2 separate regions of the Sus scrofa genome follow, and region 1 is linked to region 2. Evidence: chromatin contacts called from public promoter capture Hi-C data. All regions are on one chromosome and are shown on one strand. Each heading gives the region's core, a stretch centred on a gene start, on an enhancer-like site or on the middle of the called end of the contact. The rest is flanking DNA. Distances are from core to core; before and after follow the strand shown. Region 1 holds the start of KIF18B (kinesin-like protein KIF18B). Region 2 has its middle 30 kb from the start of DCAKD.

What was found. Promoter capture Hi-C pulls out the DNA fragments that hold promoters and counts their contacts.
Region 1: a contact with region 2 is called in a promoter capture Hi-C map of fetal liver, with 2.2 times the contacts expected there. The contact joins the promoter of KIF18B here to the enhancer-like site in region 2. A contact is called at or near these places in 2 of 5 promoter capture datasets (fetal liver and liver), 5 of 47 Hi-C or Micro-C datasets (blood, brain, embryonic fibroblasts and 2 more) and 1 of 2 datasets of contacts at active chromatin or transcription factors (skeletal muscle).

The regions. Positions count from the first base shown.
Region 1 is chr12:18,425,337-18,429,564 of Sscrofa11.1, reverse strand. KIF18B (kinesin-like protein KIF18B) reads right to left here and starts at 2,737. Exons shown (of 16, transcript XM_013980900.2): 1 at 2,597-2,737.
Region 2 is chr12:18,365,264-18,369,820 of Sscrofa11.1, reverse strand. No RefSeq gene overlaps it. Among named protein-coding and RNA genes, the nearest start is that of DCAKD, 30 kb to the right of the region's middle. Within about 2 kb of position 1,965, at least 13 of the 83 cell types and tissues checked have an H3K27ac peak or open chromatin away from gene starts, as enhancers often do. A contact at or near this core is called in fetal liver, where this site is marked.

The DNA.
Region 1 (4,228 bases), core at 1,488-3,987, 59 kb before region 2:
TGAAGGTAGATTTTAAGCTAATTAAAATTTCCTTAGTAGTTCTAGGTTTGTTCAAAATTTGCATGACTTCTTGAATCAGTTTTGGTAAGTTGTTTTTCTTAGAAAATTGCTCAAAAGCATCGTCAAAGAGTTCGCATTGAAATCTTTCTGTTTCTTTCTTTCTTTCTTTTTTTTTTTTTTCTATTTGCCATTTCTTGGGTTCCCAGGCTAGGGGTCCAACCAGAGCTGCAGCCGCCAGCCTACGCCAGAGCCACAGCAACTCGGGATCCAAGCCTCGTCTGTAACCTATACCACAGCTCACGGCAATGCCAGATCCTTAACCCACTGAGCAAGGCCAGGGATCGAACCCGCAACCTCATGGTTCCTAGTCAGATTCGTTAACCACTGAGCCACAACGGGAACTCCAAGTCTTTCTGTTTCTTTCAGTCGTTCAGTAACCAAAGTTATGTCCCTATTTTCATTCCTAAGGTCATTTTTCTATGTTTCTTTGATGTCTTAATCAGTGTTACTGGAGGTTTGGCGCTTTTTTTTTGTCTTTTCAAAGATACAGCCTTTGGCTAAGTTAATCATTTCTATTTACTATACATTCACATTTACTATATAGTAAAATTCTATTTCATAATTTCTGCTAACTCCTTTTGTTTTCTATGCATTTATTCTGTTGTTCTATCTTACTAAAGTTGGATATTTGCCTCACTTTCAGCTTAAAATGTTCTAATGTAAACATTTAGGTCTACAAATTTCCCTCTAAGTATTCTTTAACTGCATTCCCCCAGGTTTTATAAATAGCATTATCATTGTTCCATGCTAATCTTTAATTACAATTATGATAGCCTATTTGACTGAGTTATTTAAATGGTTTTTAAAAAAATACCCAAATGTGGGGAATTTCTGTCTTGGCTCGGCAGTACCAAACCCAGCTAGTATCCACGCAGACTCGAGTTCAATCCCTGGCCTTGATCAGTGGGTTAAGGATCTGGTGTTTCCTCGAGCTGTGGTACAGGATGCAGATGAGGCTCGGATTCCCAGTTGCTGTGGTGTAGGCTTGCAACTGTAGCTCTGATTGGATCCCTAGCCTGGGAACCTCCATAAGTCTCGGGTGCAGCCCTAAAAAGCCAAAAAAAAAAAAAAAAAAAAAAAAAAAAAAAGTGGGTTTGTTTCTTTTTCTTTGTATTTTATTTTATTTATTTTGTCTTTTGTCTTTTTAGGGCCGCACCCATGGCACATGTAGATTCCAAAGTTAGGGGTCTAATCAGCTGTTTCTGCTGGCCTATACCACAGCCACAGCAACACCAGATCCTTAACGCACTGAGCAAGGCCAGGAATGGAACCCGAAACCTCATGGTTCCTAGTCAGACTTGTTTCTGCTGTGCCAAGATGGGAATTTCTCTTCTGTATTTTAAATTTAATTGCTTGTAGAAATAGATAACAGTTTGTATGATAGTTTGATAATTGTTTAAATTTGTTTTGTGGCCAGATAGAGACAATTTTTATAAAGACCTCTAAAAAGATGCTACTTGTATACTTAAAAAAAAAAAAAAGGTATAATTGGACTGGGCTGAGTAATATAAAGACCAACAAATTGATCTCTCTGAGGGTCGGGGAGTTCAATCATCAAATAGGCAGGAAAGGACTGGATATGTTGGTAGTTATTGGAAGCATGGAATGTGGTGATGGCAGAAATAGAATAGTGATGAGATTGGAGAAAGCAGTGTAACATCCAGGAGAAGCTCATACAGAAAAATTTTGTGGATGTTCTCTTTTGTCTTAGGGTTAACTTCTCTGTTTCCCACACCTGCAAAATGTACACATTAATATCTATTCCATTGGATTGTTGTGAGGAGTAAATAAGTTCACTCAACCTGGTAAGTACTCAAATATTAGCCGCCCTTATTAGAATTGATATGACATAGGGCATTTTCCCACATGGCCAGAAGAACCAATGTCTGCAGTAAAATCCCGTTTACCATCATGCTGACCAGGCTTATCTTTTCCTTGTCACTTCAGTACCTTAAACGTTCAAAGCTAAGAGGAAAGGCATCTTGGGAGCTGTAGCAGAAGGCCTAGTATTTTGTCAGGCAGATGTTCTTTCATTCCTTTCTTTTATTCAGTCAAATATTTACTGGGTGCCCCAGTAACGAAGTTACAGCCCCTGGTATAGCTCTGCGCAGATGTGCAGAGAGGCTCTTAGCTACTCCATACAGATGTACAGAGTCGTAGATTTCCTGTTCTAGTGTACAGGAGAACCCAATTCTTCCTTTCGTGTCAGCGAGAGAAACCTTTTCCAGAGCGGATGTACCCAGGGCTGGGCCCCAGTGCAGAAGTGAGAGCCCAGTTCTGTACAAATGAGCAGAGGGTCTCGCTCTCCCGTGCAGATGTGGGAAGAAGCGCCTTGTTCCCCGGACGGCAGCCCCCCCCCCGCCCCCGCCTTGTTCGGAGGGGACCACCCAGGACCTGCTCGGTTTTCAACCCGGCACCTCGGTGTCCCGCACAAAAGAGACGGAACTCCGACTTCCGCCTCCAGCAGCTGGGTCGGTGCATCCAGACCTGAGCGAAGGAGCCCGCGGGGCCGGCTCCGCTGTGGGCCATCGCTTACCCTTCGTTGTTCCCCGTCGCTGGTGTCGCCGCTCGCTGCCGGGTCCCGCCGCAGCAGACAGGAACCCGGATCACCGCAGAGAGACACCCCCCTCGCCCCACGCACTCCACCCGCGCCAACCTCCGGCCCGCGCCGCGTGTTCAAATTAGCCGGGTCGGCTCATCCGCGCTTCCCATTGGTCATTGTCCAGATCGCTGATTGGCTGTTTCCTAAGTAACAAAATACAGCTCCGAGGTGGCGGGCGGTGTCAGCAGTGCGCTTGCGCACTTCCCCTTCCTGCTTGCTGGAGGCTTGAGACAGCTGCTCTGAGGAGGTTGGACGAACCAGACTGACTGACAGAAACCCGTATGAGGTTGAGGTACGGTGAAGGGGACTTTTACGGCCTGTCTCTGTTGTCCCTGGAACTGTATTCATCACCAAATGCAGCCAGCAGACATCAAACACATTTTCAAACCTACTTTTTCTGTGGGCTAAGTTGGCGTCCCCTTGTCCAAGAAGGGATTTTTCAGCCACTATCCAGCGTTTCTAATGGTCCAAGACCATCCCAAGAATGCATTTCTAGGCTTGATGTGGAAAAGCCGGCGGAGGCAGGGAGTGGCACCCGCTTGGCTTTGACAGTGCCAGGAAGATCAAGGACGGATTGTGGCCCCTCGAGGCACTGCTGGGCAGCGGGGTCTCCATTCTCCACAGCTGCCCGCTGCTTGGATTCTGGTGGGCCACCCTCATGCTGACCCCCGACATCACAGGTTGTGGAAGTCAAAAGGAAACCCTTGCACTGGAATCAGGCCTAATTCCAGTCACTAGTAGCTGAACCAGTAATTAGTGCTGAGACTGTGGAAGTTACTTCTGTTCTCTGGGGGTCAGTTTCCTCATGTATAAAATGGGGCAAATATGCTGCCCTTCCTCTCACCAGGAGAGCATGGATGGAAAACCCTCCCACCCCCCAGAGTACCCAAGGGGACAGCGTTCTATGAGTCTGTTTAGAATGAAACAGGAATGGCTCCAGGAGCCAGTGGCTCACCACTTTCATTAATCTGATCTGTCCCCACACTGGGACAATAAGCAGGTCTGAGGCATGCAAGAAAGCAGGAGGCAACTTTCCTTGGCAGTTCTGCCATCAAGATAGTAGAGTTGGAGTTCCTGTTGTGGCTCAGCAGGTTACAGAGCCAACTAGTATCCATGAGGACGAAGGTTCGATCTCTGGCCTCGCTCAGTGGGTTAAGGATCTGATGTTGCCGTAAGCTGTGGTGCAGGTGGAAGACATGGCTCAGACCCCACATTGCTGTGGCTGTGACATAGGCTGACAGCTGCGGCTTTGATTTGACCCCCTAGTCTGGGGACTTCCCCATGCTGCAAGAGCAGCCTTAAAAAAAAAAAAAAAAAAAAAGAGAGAGAGAGAGAGTAGAGTCATGATTTAATACCTGATTGATTTGGCCTAAGTTCTATTCACCTACCTGGACCTCCATGTCCCTCTATACAGTGGGCCAGCACTGCTGGTTTGGTGACAATAAAATGAGAGAACTCTGCAAAGATGCCGTTATTGTAAAGCTACAAGAAAACCAGGGTATTCGTGCCATCTCCACTACCCAAGAGAAATAGAGCTCTTAAAAGAACAGCTTCCAGCTTAAGGAT
Region 2 (4,557 bases), core at 716-3,215:
ACATTTAAGGTAGATCGTCAGACGGACTCCCTGACTTGACGGATGGCGGCTGCCATCCCCGAGGAGGCTGGTGGGGTTGTCTGGCCAGCGGAGATAATCTTGCTGCAGGGGTGGGAAGGGGGTGGGTAGGACACGTGTGGAAGGTGGGGCAATGGATTCAGTAGCGTCTAGAGGTCACCCACCAGGCCAAAAGGCACCTCGAGTAATATATGGCTTGCCATCAATGGTCCCATTTCACAGATGGGAAAATCAAGAAAGTGAGGAGTGAATTTACTTCCCACTGGGGCTTCAGCCTCGGCTTCCAGCTGGACTCTGAGTTTGATGGGGAAAAACTCTTCCAGGCATGGGTGACTCCCGCCCTGAGGAGTCGAGGTGGGGGCGTAGGTCTCCGGTGGGGGGTGGGGGTGGGGGTGGGGAGGAGGACAGCCCAAAGCTTCTCATTCTTGAGGTGAGATGGGGAAGGAAGGGCTCTCAGAGCACTAAGCCTCCCCCCACCCCCCTCCTCCTCCCACCCAGAACACCTGTCACTCTGTGTGTCAGGACCGCCATTTAAAAAGGCCAAACCATTTGACTTCGGTTCCCTCAAGGAAACGCTTGGAATGGAAGCGCTGCCGAGCACGGAACACACACGCGGGCTCCGCGCCATTCTCTGCCTGCCTGTCGGCGAGTTTCCTTCCCTCTCAGACATCCTCGCCCGCCTTCCTCTCAAATGCTCTGGCAGGGAGAGGGCGTCAGTTCCATTTCTCGCAAGGGAAAGCCAAGGCTAAATAACCTGCCCGGGGAAGGGACAAGCCTCGACCACAGCCCAGCTTCCTGCTTCCTCTGCAGGGCTCACCTGCCGTGGGCGCAGCCCCCTGGTATTCAACCTGTGGTCAACAGATCCCTCCGCCTCCTTCCCTGGCCCAGCCTTGAGGTCCCGGCTCTCTCCGCTCACCTCCAGGTCCAGCTAACTCTCCATCCTTGGTACCAGAGAAGCGCTTCCTCTCCCTCTGTGCCCAGATGCACCTGGACTTGGGGGAGAGGGTGTCAGAATTTTCCCTGAGGGATCCTGACCTCGGTCCCCTGGCCTGCCCAGCTTCTGCCAGGGACCCTGTAGGGCTGGCTGCCCCCCGATTTCCCTTTGGGGTTTTGCCATAGCTTGGTTGAGGTGTTTACAACCCAGTGTCCCTCACGTCATTCTGGAAGCTATCTTACCCCCAGCGGGACTGAGAGGTAGAGCCACAGTGTGCCAACTCAGGGCAGGGCAAGGGCCCTCCATGGTGTTGACCCCCACAACAACCCTGCAAGGTGAAAGTTGAGTGCCCATACTACAGATGGGGAAGCTGAGGCTCAGGGAGCATGTAAGTAACATCTCTGAGGTCACCCAGAGAGTAAGAGGAGTTATTCGGGATGGGTCAAGTTCATGTGACCCAAAGCCCCTGCTTTGGAGCTTCCTCTTATCTCCCTCTCCCTTCCAGGCTGTCCCCACCTGACAGGCCGAGGGAGGGCGGCGGCCAGACGGCACAGGGCGCGGTGGGAATCAGCAACGAGGACCCTCCAGGGGAACTTTTCCCATTGAAAATCTGTTCCCCTCGCGGCCACGGGTGATGTATGGCTGGAGCTGATGAGAAACGTGCAGCGGGACGGAGGCGGGCGGCGCGGGCGGCCCGGGCGGGGGCAGCGCGGCATTGAGATTCCGCGGGGCGCGGGGGGCGGCGCGGGCCCTGACACGGGCCGGGTAATTGATCTGGAGGTGCCAATTTGCAGCAACTAAATATTTGGTTTCTGCCTCTGCCCGCTCCGCACTCTGCTCAAACAAACTTCAATTAAAGGCGAAAAGCGAGGGGTTGGGGGGGCTGCGCGCCCGGGTCCCCGCGGCCCGATCGATGACGCGGAGCCCGCGGGCTGCCGACCGCCGCGCGCGGAGCGGGGTGCACCGCGGACGAGGGCGGGCCGGGCGCCCTCTTCCGGATCGCCGGGCACCGGGCGCGCGGCCCGAAAGAGGAAGAGCCCGAGGGAAGACCAGCGAAGGCGGCGCTTCTAGCCCGGAACGGGAGTGGGAGCCGGAGCTGCGGCTGGATCTCAGCCTGGCAGAGCCAAGGGAGCCTGCCTTGTGCCCAGCGAGGGACACAAACACCCGACAGGACCTCCAAGCCTGTGCGCTTCGGCAGGAATCCCGGGGAAGGAGGGGCTCCAGGGCGCTGACCCCTTCTCCCAAAGCACCGGCCACTTTGACGATGGCCTTGCCCGTCAACAGCGTTCCCTCAGCGGCTTTCCTGAGCCCCGCAGGGTGCCTGGTGCACTGGGTGTCTGTCCAGCCATCTACCCTTGAGTTGGCCAAAGCAAGGGGTTGAATCCAATCCAAACCCAATCCTTGGTGGGGTCTTCAGGGTTTAGAATGGGCAGAAGGAGCATCGAGATACTGGGGAACTGGAGAGGGGGCCCCGGGGAGGTGGCTGCAGCCTGGAGCAGGAAAAAGGACCACTGGGTCACAGCCGCCTCATACGGGGTTTCAAGACAAACATAGCAACAGGAGCCATTCACGGAGTGGAGTTAGCCCCAGGGGAAGTTTCACTACTTTGGGGGAGAGACTCCAAGGCTGGTAAAGGGGGCTGGTCATTGGTGCTGGAGAGCAGGGGGACCTCAGGGTCTGCCGGGTGGGGAAGCTTGGGGGGTAGTTAAGACAATCCTAGGAAGGATGCCATAAGGGATGGAGGCGAGGGTAACAAAGAGGCATCTAGGTCTACTTGGAAGGTAGGGGTAGGCTCAGACGGATGGGGGGGGGGTGGAGTCCCTTCATCTGAGTGTAAGTGTCCGCAGGGCCAGAGCTGGGAAATAAGGCAGAGCGGCTGGGAAGGTCGGCGCGTGCGCAGAGGCCCTTGTTCCTCCCACGTTTCCGTGCTCCACCTCATGGGATAGACGGATGCTGTCAGCCCTTCACCAGGTGAGGCTGCTGCTGTCCATTCATCAACCCCTGTCCTCCCCCTCCCCCTTAAACCTCTTCTCCCTGGCCCCGCAGGATCCTCTTGGTCCATGGCTGGGTGTGGAAGCACAGGTCCTGCCTGTGTGGGCCCAGGTGGGGGTGCCCTCCCCATTCCCAGACAGGGCTCTGGGGGAGAGTGGTCTCACCATTCCCCCCCCCCTCCTGCCAACCCTTTCCTCTCAGCAGATGCCTCCCCTCCTGGGCCCTCATCAGGCCTCTGTCCCCAGTTCTCTTTCTTTGGGGCTTGGGCCATGAGAGTTCTGCGTGAGGATGAGGAAGAACCTCCCTGGGCTGCCCCGCCCCACAAGCCTCCCCATCCACCCCTGCCCTCCCACCCCTGTCCCTTCCTGGGGCTGCAGCACACCCCACCGTAGACCAAAGCCCTTCCCAGCCTGCAAGCTGGGTGCCTGCTCCCTCACATTCCCTCCCTCCCTCTCCCTGGGCGCTGAGCTGTGGAGCAGAATGATTTCCTGTAATTGGCCAGCAATCCGGCTGCCCGACTTGTTCTATCGACATGCTGGTTAGCTGGAAATTGTATTGGAATCTGAGCGATGGGGAAGAGAGGGTGGGGAGCACGGGGAGGAGGCTCTTTGGGTCCCAGCTGGGTGCAGCCTCAGCTTGCGGCTGGGATAGAGGAGCCACCAGCTACGGCTCCCCTTTCCTGGGAGGGGGCAGGAGAGCAGCTCACAGGGCCTCACCACCTCCTTCATTTTGCTCCTTCTCTCCCACCATCTCTGGGGACTCGCCTGCCTGCCCTTGGTGGCCCCTTGGCTTTGGGTCATTACTGCCATCCCATTTCGTCTCCCGCCCCAGGGACGGGTTCCTCCTGAGCTGGAGTGAACCGGGAGGGGCCCTCAGCAGCCCAGGCTGTTCCCCTCCCACCCAGTATCTAGCCATAGTGGCTCATGATGGAGTGTCCGGAACCTTCCACGGCCCCTCCCTTCACCCTCTCCAAGGACAGAGAGAGACCGAACATGTGCATGTGAAGAAGCGTTCACAATAACTCCTAGATAAAGACTCCAGGCGTCGATACCATACCGGGGAGTGCAGGGAGTGGGAGGGGCGGAGTCCTGAGCGCGGTGGTAACTGTGATTTTGCCTGTTGATTACCTGGGTCCCTGCTCAACCTCGGAGCCTCAAATTCTAGCCCTGCCTCCTGCACTCTTTAGAGCTGGGAGATTTCAAAGTGATAACTTCGCGGATGCGCTTTGTAAACTGTAAGGCTCTGCTAAATACCCCAGGGCCGGCCTGGGCTTGGGAATGGTTTTAGGGGCCCGCCCGTCCCTGTCATCCCGCACCCCTAGCAGTCTTTATTTTCCGCGCCGGGATGGGGCCCAAAGTGGGTGAACAGAGGGCAAGGCCCGAGCGCACGGCTGGAAGGCGGAGGCCTGGGTCGCGTGCCAGCCGCCTGGCACCGGGTGGAATGGAGACACATCCCTCGACCCCGCAGCTCCAGCAAAAAAGACGCGGCGAGGCCCACGGTTTGTTAATGAGCGCCCGGGGCCGGGCCGCGCGCCCGCACCTTCGGCGCTGCAGCTTGGAGGGGCATCTGACGCGGGACTCGGCGCGGGAAGAGAGGCGGGAACGCCACCCGGA